Regions from separate parts of the Mus musculus genome. Here region 1 is linked to region 2. A link is a contact called in public Hi-C data. All regions are on one chromosome and are shown on one strand. The core of a region is the stretch at or near the end of the contact, and the rest is flanking DNA. Distances in the headings are between cores, read along the strand shown. Region 1 holds the start of Rptoros (regulatory associated protein of MTOR, complex 1, opposite strand). Region 2 overlaps Rptor (regulatory associated protein of MTOR, complex 1).

The links. A called contact is a pair of places that touch in the nucleus more often than the background predicts.
Region 1: a Hi-C map of colorectal tumor organoids shows a contact between it and region 2, with 1.8 times the contacts expected there. The contact joins the promoter of Rptoros here to the enhancer-like site in region 2. A contact is called at or near these places in 2 of 39 promoter capture datasets (the 3T3-L1 cell line and the HPC-7 cell line), 11 of 484 Hi-C or Micro-C datasets (CD8 T cells, bone marrow-derived macrophages, brain and 6 more), 6 of 115 datasets of contacts at active chromatin or transcription factors (embryonic stem cells, intestinal crypt epithelium, intestinal villus epithelium and 2 more) and 3 of 9 other capture datasets (adipose tissue, liver and pancreatic islet).

The regions. Positions count from the first base shown.
Region 1 is chr11:119,832,730-119,836,068 of GRCm38.p6, reverse strand. It overlaps Rptoros (regulatory associated protein of MTOR, complex 1, opposite strand), which reads left to right and starts at 1,704. Exons shown (of 3, transcript NR_045313.1): 1 at 1,704-1,779. All of the region lies in intron 13 of Rptor (regulatory associated protein of MTOR, complex 1), which reads right to left.
Region 2 is chr11:119,791,347-119,794,726 of GRCm38.p6, reverse strand. The region is part of intron 7 of Rptor (regulatory associated protein of MTOR, complex 1); the gene reads right to left. Among named protein-coding and RNA genes, the nearest start is that of Rptoros, 41 kb to the left of the region's middle. Within about 2 kb of position 1,311, at least 55 of the 459 cell types and tissues checked have an H3K27ac peak or open chromatin away from gene starts, as enhancers often do. A contact at or near this core is called in bone marrow-derived macrophages, colorectal tumor organoids, pancreatic cancer cells and 1 more, where this site is marked.

The sequences.
Region 1 (3,339 bases), core at 455-2,954, 41 kb before region 2:
CCTTCTATCTTGAGTGCTGGGATTAAAGATAGGCCTAGGTTGTTGTTATTGTGTGCCACATATGATGTATGTATGAGCTCACATGCATGGCATGCCTGTGGAGGTCAGAGGTCAACTCAGTAGAGTTGGTTCTCTCACTGCACATTTACGTGGGTCTCAGGGATTAAACTCAAGCTGCAGGCTTGTCCAAGAAGCACCTTTGCCCACTGAGCCATCTCACCAGCCTTCAAAATTATTCCCAGCTGGTGTTCAGAGGTGACGACTGCATCCTTTTGAGAAGGACATTCAAAATGTCCTTCTCTTCCTTCACCGGTTTGACAGTCCAGCTTGCTGTCCCCAGTCCACATGCCACCTCTGGACCCCAGTGGCTTTGTTTGCTGCTACTCAGCCTCTTCCATGGAGAGGAGCACCCGAGTCTCCCAGGCTCTGCCTTACAGTCAGGCCGGTCAGAAAAGCTCTTCTTTCTGTATAGACTGACAGACGGGGATTGGCCATTTGTATTTCTTTCCCTCTTGGCTACACTCACAGGACAAACCCTCCATGTCACAAGTGGTTATGATCTCTGAGGTAGCATACATGACCACATAGTGACAGTGATGTATGCTGCTCATGATGTGTATCTGCACTGGGGAGAAATGTCGCCATGTAGATACACTTGTAGCCACTGCTGAAAACACCTTCACATGGTATTCTATCTTACCAGACAGTGAGACAGTACCCAGAACCCATTTACACAGTACATAGCTTTGCTGACTGGCTTACACAAAACAAAGGTTTCTGCAAACACATATCCCTAACATGTCCCTTCCCTTCACTGGTTTTCTGCAGACTATAACCTATACTTGAGTCATAAGAGACCCTCAAAGCATCAAATTATATGAATGAGGTGGCAGGGAGAGAGGAAGAGAAAACATTTATAAGTTTTTCCTGTGAGCATGTTCCTGACTCCTGCTCATCAGATGTGGCTCTCAGTGACCGGGAGGAAGACTCTGCCCAGTCAGAGCTAGGAGACCCCCCCCCCCCCATCTGAAAGACTGTTTCTAGGAACATGGCTTCCTCACAGAGAAGGGAGACTAGAAAAACTTAGAAGTATAAAACTAAATTCATCCCAAACACAGAGACTTAGAACAGCCTGATAGTTTGAATGGAAAATGTCCTTCAGAGGTTCATGCATTTGAACACGTGGTCCCTGGCTCATGGTGCTCTTAGGGGAGGTCATAAAGCTTCAGAAAGTAGAGCCTTGAAGCGGGAGAAGTATGTTGTTGGGGTGGGTTTTGATATTATAGCCTTGCCCATTTCTGGTTTGCTGTCAGTGATCTGTGTTTATGGCAGCTGTGATCTGAGCCTCTGCTCTGCCTCCTTTGCCTCCTCTGCCTCCCACTCCTCTGTTGTCTTACTCTGGAACTGTGAGCCAAAATAAACTTTGTCACTGCTGGTCCCAGTATGTAACCACGGCAACAGAAGAGTAACGAATACAACGTCTAAGTACATAATGAAAACAAAGCAACGGATACAAAGTCTAAGTACACAAAGAAAACAAACAACCCCCATACCCACATCTGGGTCCGGAACAGAACAGGTGAAGGAACAAAGCAGTGTTTGCAGTAATCGCTGGGGCTGGGAGTCATGACTTTGAAGGAAGAAGCACGCTAACACAAACGGCAAAGCACGTGTGAGAAGGGGGCTCATCTGTCTTCCACCCCAAGCCTCTCACTACCGCAACCCAAGTGCAGGTGTGCAGAGCCAAGGGGCCTCCTCATGCTGCCATGGACATCAGAGGTACAGAGGGTTGAGGGAGAAAGGGGGAGGGTTGATTTGGAGGAGCTGAAGCCCCTCCCAGGGAGAGTGGACAGAGAAACCCTGTGGTGCACCAGAATGGTGCAGCTGGTTAAGGTAAGGCACCAACCGGCACAGGAACACAGGTCTCACTGTGTCCACTGAGGTGCCTCAGACACAGGAAACTGGGGCGGGCTCCACTGTCACCTCAGATTTCTGTAAACCTAGAGCTATCCCCCAAAGCAAAGCTTAGCAGGCAGGAAGCACGGGTATCTAGATAGAGGCAGTCTGCATTCCTCCTAGAGCAGCCCCACGGTGGGCCAGCAGAACAGGGAGGATGCTCAACAATGCCTGACCCATAGAGAAGAGGCCGACATTGAACTCTCTTCCAACTGAGCTTTGTGTACGTGAAGAGGCAAAATGCGGAGCAAGAGAGGTTAGGCTGAGTACCTGATCAAATTTATTCAGAGAAGAATCTGTTTGCGGAGGAACCAGACACTGGGAAGCTGCAAAGGATACACAGGTTGTAGGGGCCGAAGAAAAAAATCCCACCTCCTTCCCTGTTGTCTTTGTCCATGGAAGCTCTTCCTGTGGTATGCCTGTTTGTATGCCTGACTTTGGATTATCCCATCAATACCAATTCAGAGTGTTTTCCCACATTCCTTGACATTGTGCCCTTGATGTTCCCCAGTGGTGCTATAAATAAAACTTTATTAACTGTAATTTGGAAGGTCTGCCTGAATTGCACATTAATTCTGTCTATGAAAAAAACCCTCAATTAGCTGGAACCCAGCTTACACCAGTCCTTAATTAACTGCCTCCCTCCCTTATTCTTGTTAATTAGCAGAGAGACAGATGATAACAACAACTTGGGAAACTTATTAAAACCAAGCAAGCATGTCCTTTCTCACACTTGGATCTTAGCTTCAAGTTTCTGGGGTTGTGTGTTTAATTTGGAGTGTCAGGAAACTAGAAAGAACCCACAAGATGGGGGAGTGAACAAGCCCTTAGTGGGGCAAAGGGATAAAGACCACATATTATATAATAGCACAGAATACTAACCTACTCTTACCTTGATCTAACATTGGCTTCTGGCCTCTGTATACATGTGCACCCTGCCCCGAAATATTGTTAACAAAAAGGACATTTTCTTCCATAACCACAAATCCATTCTCTGGGAATTCTCAGGGACAGTACTATGCTCAGATTCAACTACATGTCACAGCCTCTGGCTTTGGTCTAGGTTCAGTTCCAGGGCAGTGTTAGGTCACCTCGCAGCATCAGTCTTAATGAAGAATAGCAAGCCCACTTTCTGATTGAAAATCAAGGTGGAAACAGAACAGGTCACTGTCAATATCCACACCATTGTCTATAAGATGCCAAGACATGGCACAGACTTACAGCTCAGACCCCAAAACCCAGGCACATGCGTGTTGTGAGGCTACCACCATCGAGGGTGAATCTAGCTCCTGCATGTTCGTGTCCTTTGTAAATCCTGCCCCTTCCTTGCCTGCCCCAATAGTTGATCTGCCTGCCCTGACTACAGACAAGCTCACACCTTCT
Region 2 (3,380 bases), core at 62-2,561:
GGAAGAAAGGGAACCTGGCCATCCCAAGAGTGCTGCAGTGACTAGGCAAGACAGAAAAAGATTCTAGCTTGCCTGTGTGTCCACCTGTGATAATTAGCTGTAGCTGTCAACTTGCCATACACAGATTCACCGGAGTTGTACTGAGGAATTAACTGCCCAGATCTGGTTGGCCCGTGAATGAGGTTGAAAGGTGACTGTCTTATCCTAAAAGTGGGTGGCACCATTCCCTGAATTTGGGTCCTGGGTGTTTCCAGTTCCTGCGGTGTCCTGACTTTCCTGCCATGATGAATTCTAAACTGGAGCTGTGAGCTAAACTAAATCTTTTCTCCCCTTGGTTGCTTTATCATAGCAACAGAAAAAGACCGCAGGACAACCAAGCAGTATGGGTGCTAACTCAAAGGTTAGTCTTCCCCAAATTATTCCCTTACCCACATGCACTTTCACATTTCAGTACATTCTCTGTGCTGTAACAACAGTGTCTTGGCTGGCCTCAGGCTTGGCACAATGCACTATGCTCATGTGCCCATGTGTGCTTGGTTGGTCAATGCTAGAATCACTACTGAGGGATCACAATGCTCTGTGTGCACAAAACAAACCTCCAGCTTCCAGGAAAATGGCACTGTCATATCAGAGACATGCTTTTCCCACAAAGTAAGGACATAAGAAGACAGTCATAACATGATATAAGTCCTACTATCTAAAATCCACTATGAACCCTGGCGCACATCCCTTGGCTGGCTCAGTGTGCACAGCAGCAAACGATGTGTAACGCACTGAGACCCCGTGGAAGGGCAGGCTGCATGCTTGTCATAAATGCCCACAGATATAGAAAACAGTTTGAAGGATCCACCAGTCCTAACTGAGTATCTTGGCAGGGCAGAAATTACAGGTGTTTTTAAAAATCCTTTTTGCTTATCTGTGTTTAGTGATATACTGCTAAAAACACAGTCCTTACATAACAAAGGAAAAAAATCCATTTTTTTTTCCATAAAAGAGAGGCAGTTTCTAAAAAGGGAAGGCCTTTAAAAGCTACACATTGTGCACCTGTGTAAACGGACTAAGTCAGTCAGGGTGTGGTGGATCGCCACTTCTCAAATGACCACAATGAGGTGACTGTGGAGAGCGCTGTGGACTCACTGCAAATGATTCCTTATTTGGAAATGCTTTGAGACAAGGAGCATGGGAGGTGAACCCATCAATTTCCTTTGAAAACCAGGGTCAGTGCATCATGGCTGGCTCTTCAGTAAGGCAGGAGCTACTCAATCAGTCCACATGTGCACACGTCCAGATGCATCCAGAGCCCCAGTAAGAGGCTGCACTGAAGCACGAGCGTATGGTTGCACAGACACTTCCCTCTAATGACTCAGGGTTGTAGGGCAGAGTGCTGATGCCTGAAGCTAATTTGCTGGACAATGAGTGTTTATGAGACTTGTAAAAATATTTTTCATTAGCTAAATTAGACCACAAACCACATGCCTTGATATTTCTTCCACAACCTATTAATACCCTATGCCGCCTGAACTCCTCAAAGTGTACACACTCTAAACACTCACAGACGTCAAGTGATCATGAATCTGTGGCCTACACCGTGACCCACGGACAGTCTCAGGAGTGTGGTTTCCCAGTGCTGTAGCAGCACCGCCCCCTCCCTACCAAACACACCGACACTGAGGAGCTGGTACCACAGTGCCACGTGGAGTCAGGCAATGAACAATGCACAGGTCTCAGGGCTTATGGCTTCCCATGTTCCTAAGGGTTGGTGCTATCGAATGACTCACATCGGTCTTCTTGGAGAGTCCATAGAAGGGCTATGCATGTGCTGAGAGGATGTGCGTGGCAGTCAGCTTTCAGTAGTGACACAGACACACATAGACAGACAAGGACACAGCAGCCACAAAGACCGTCCTACCGTCTGCCTCTTCACCAAGGTCTCACTCCCAAGAATTCATTTAAAACCTACTTATCTTCTAGGGCCCCATCTCCAAATACTAGGGCTTCAACTAAGAACTCTTAAGGCACATAATTCAGCCCACAGCATCCAGACCAGGAGATGACAGAGACACAGAGCAGAATACCTTAAAAAAAAAAAAATGCCCATGCACATACTAAGGTAAAACTGTCAAAGCTGGTGAGAGAAACCTTAAAAACACTGAAAGGAAAATATGCAGGGGGAGAAAGGCCACACAGTCAGCACAGGTCAGAGCTGCCTCCTCCTCCCCCAAACTACAAACTGACAGAAAGACAGACCGACAAGCATGGTGGTGGCAGACAGTAGCCAAGGCCTCCAAGGCACTGAGTAGCAGGCATGAAGTCACTTGGAAGGGCAGTCCTGGCTGAGGTCAGTGAAGAGTGGGTGTGCAGATCTTCAAAGACCTCAGTGGAGCACCGCAACCTGTATAAGGGCAACGTGAGCTGATGCTAAGTCAGTCAGAGGAACCAAGTTTTGTTTTAATGTTTAACAGCAACATAGCGCATTAACAGAAGAAAGGAAGATGTTCAAACCTTAGCAGCCATGGCTTTCCTTGGTCAGATGCAGGGAGAGTTATACAACAAGTTTCAGCACCAATCAGTGAAAACGAGGGAACTCCCTACCTGGTGTTGGCTAGCCATGAAACACTCACAGGTCACGCTATGCCTAACAACAAAACACAGGATGTCTTTCCCTCCACTGATCCGCGACGGCAGAGGCTGACTGCCCAGCTTCATGGTTTACATTTAACACTGTACCAGAGGTGTTAGTTCAATAGAGTAAGAAAAAGAAACAAGAGATGCAAACATTGGAAAACCGTATGCATTTGCAGAGGGCATAATTATAAACACAGATCTAAGGAATTTGCAATACAACGACCAGAATCCGGAAGTAAGTTTAGTGAGTTCAGAGGAAACAAGGCCACTCTACAAAATGCATCACATTTCTATATGCGAACATACAATTAAAAACCCTGACATGAGGGCTGGAGAGATGGTTCAGTGGTTAAGAGCACTGACTGCCCTTCCAGAGGTTCTGAGTTCAAATCCCAGCAACCACATGGTGGCTCACACCATCTGTAATAAGACCTGATGCCCTCTTCTGGTGTGTCTGAAGACAGCTACAGTGTATTTAAATATAATAATAAATAAATTAAATGCTAAAATTTTATGAAATACTTGAAGCTTCAACAAACAAGCCTTATAATTCAGTTATCTTGGTCCACATAGTGGTACAGGCAGAAGGGCAGAAACACAGATCAGTAGAGAAGAGAGGAGTTTTACCTCCATAAACCTCCTATCCAAGGTGTCATGTGACCAGGGAGCAAATATGACTTTCTGTCCATTCTACAGCTGAGATGATGACAGGACGAGAGAGAACTTTAAGCAGTGTTGCATAGAATATACAAAAA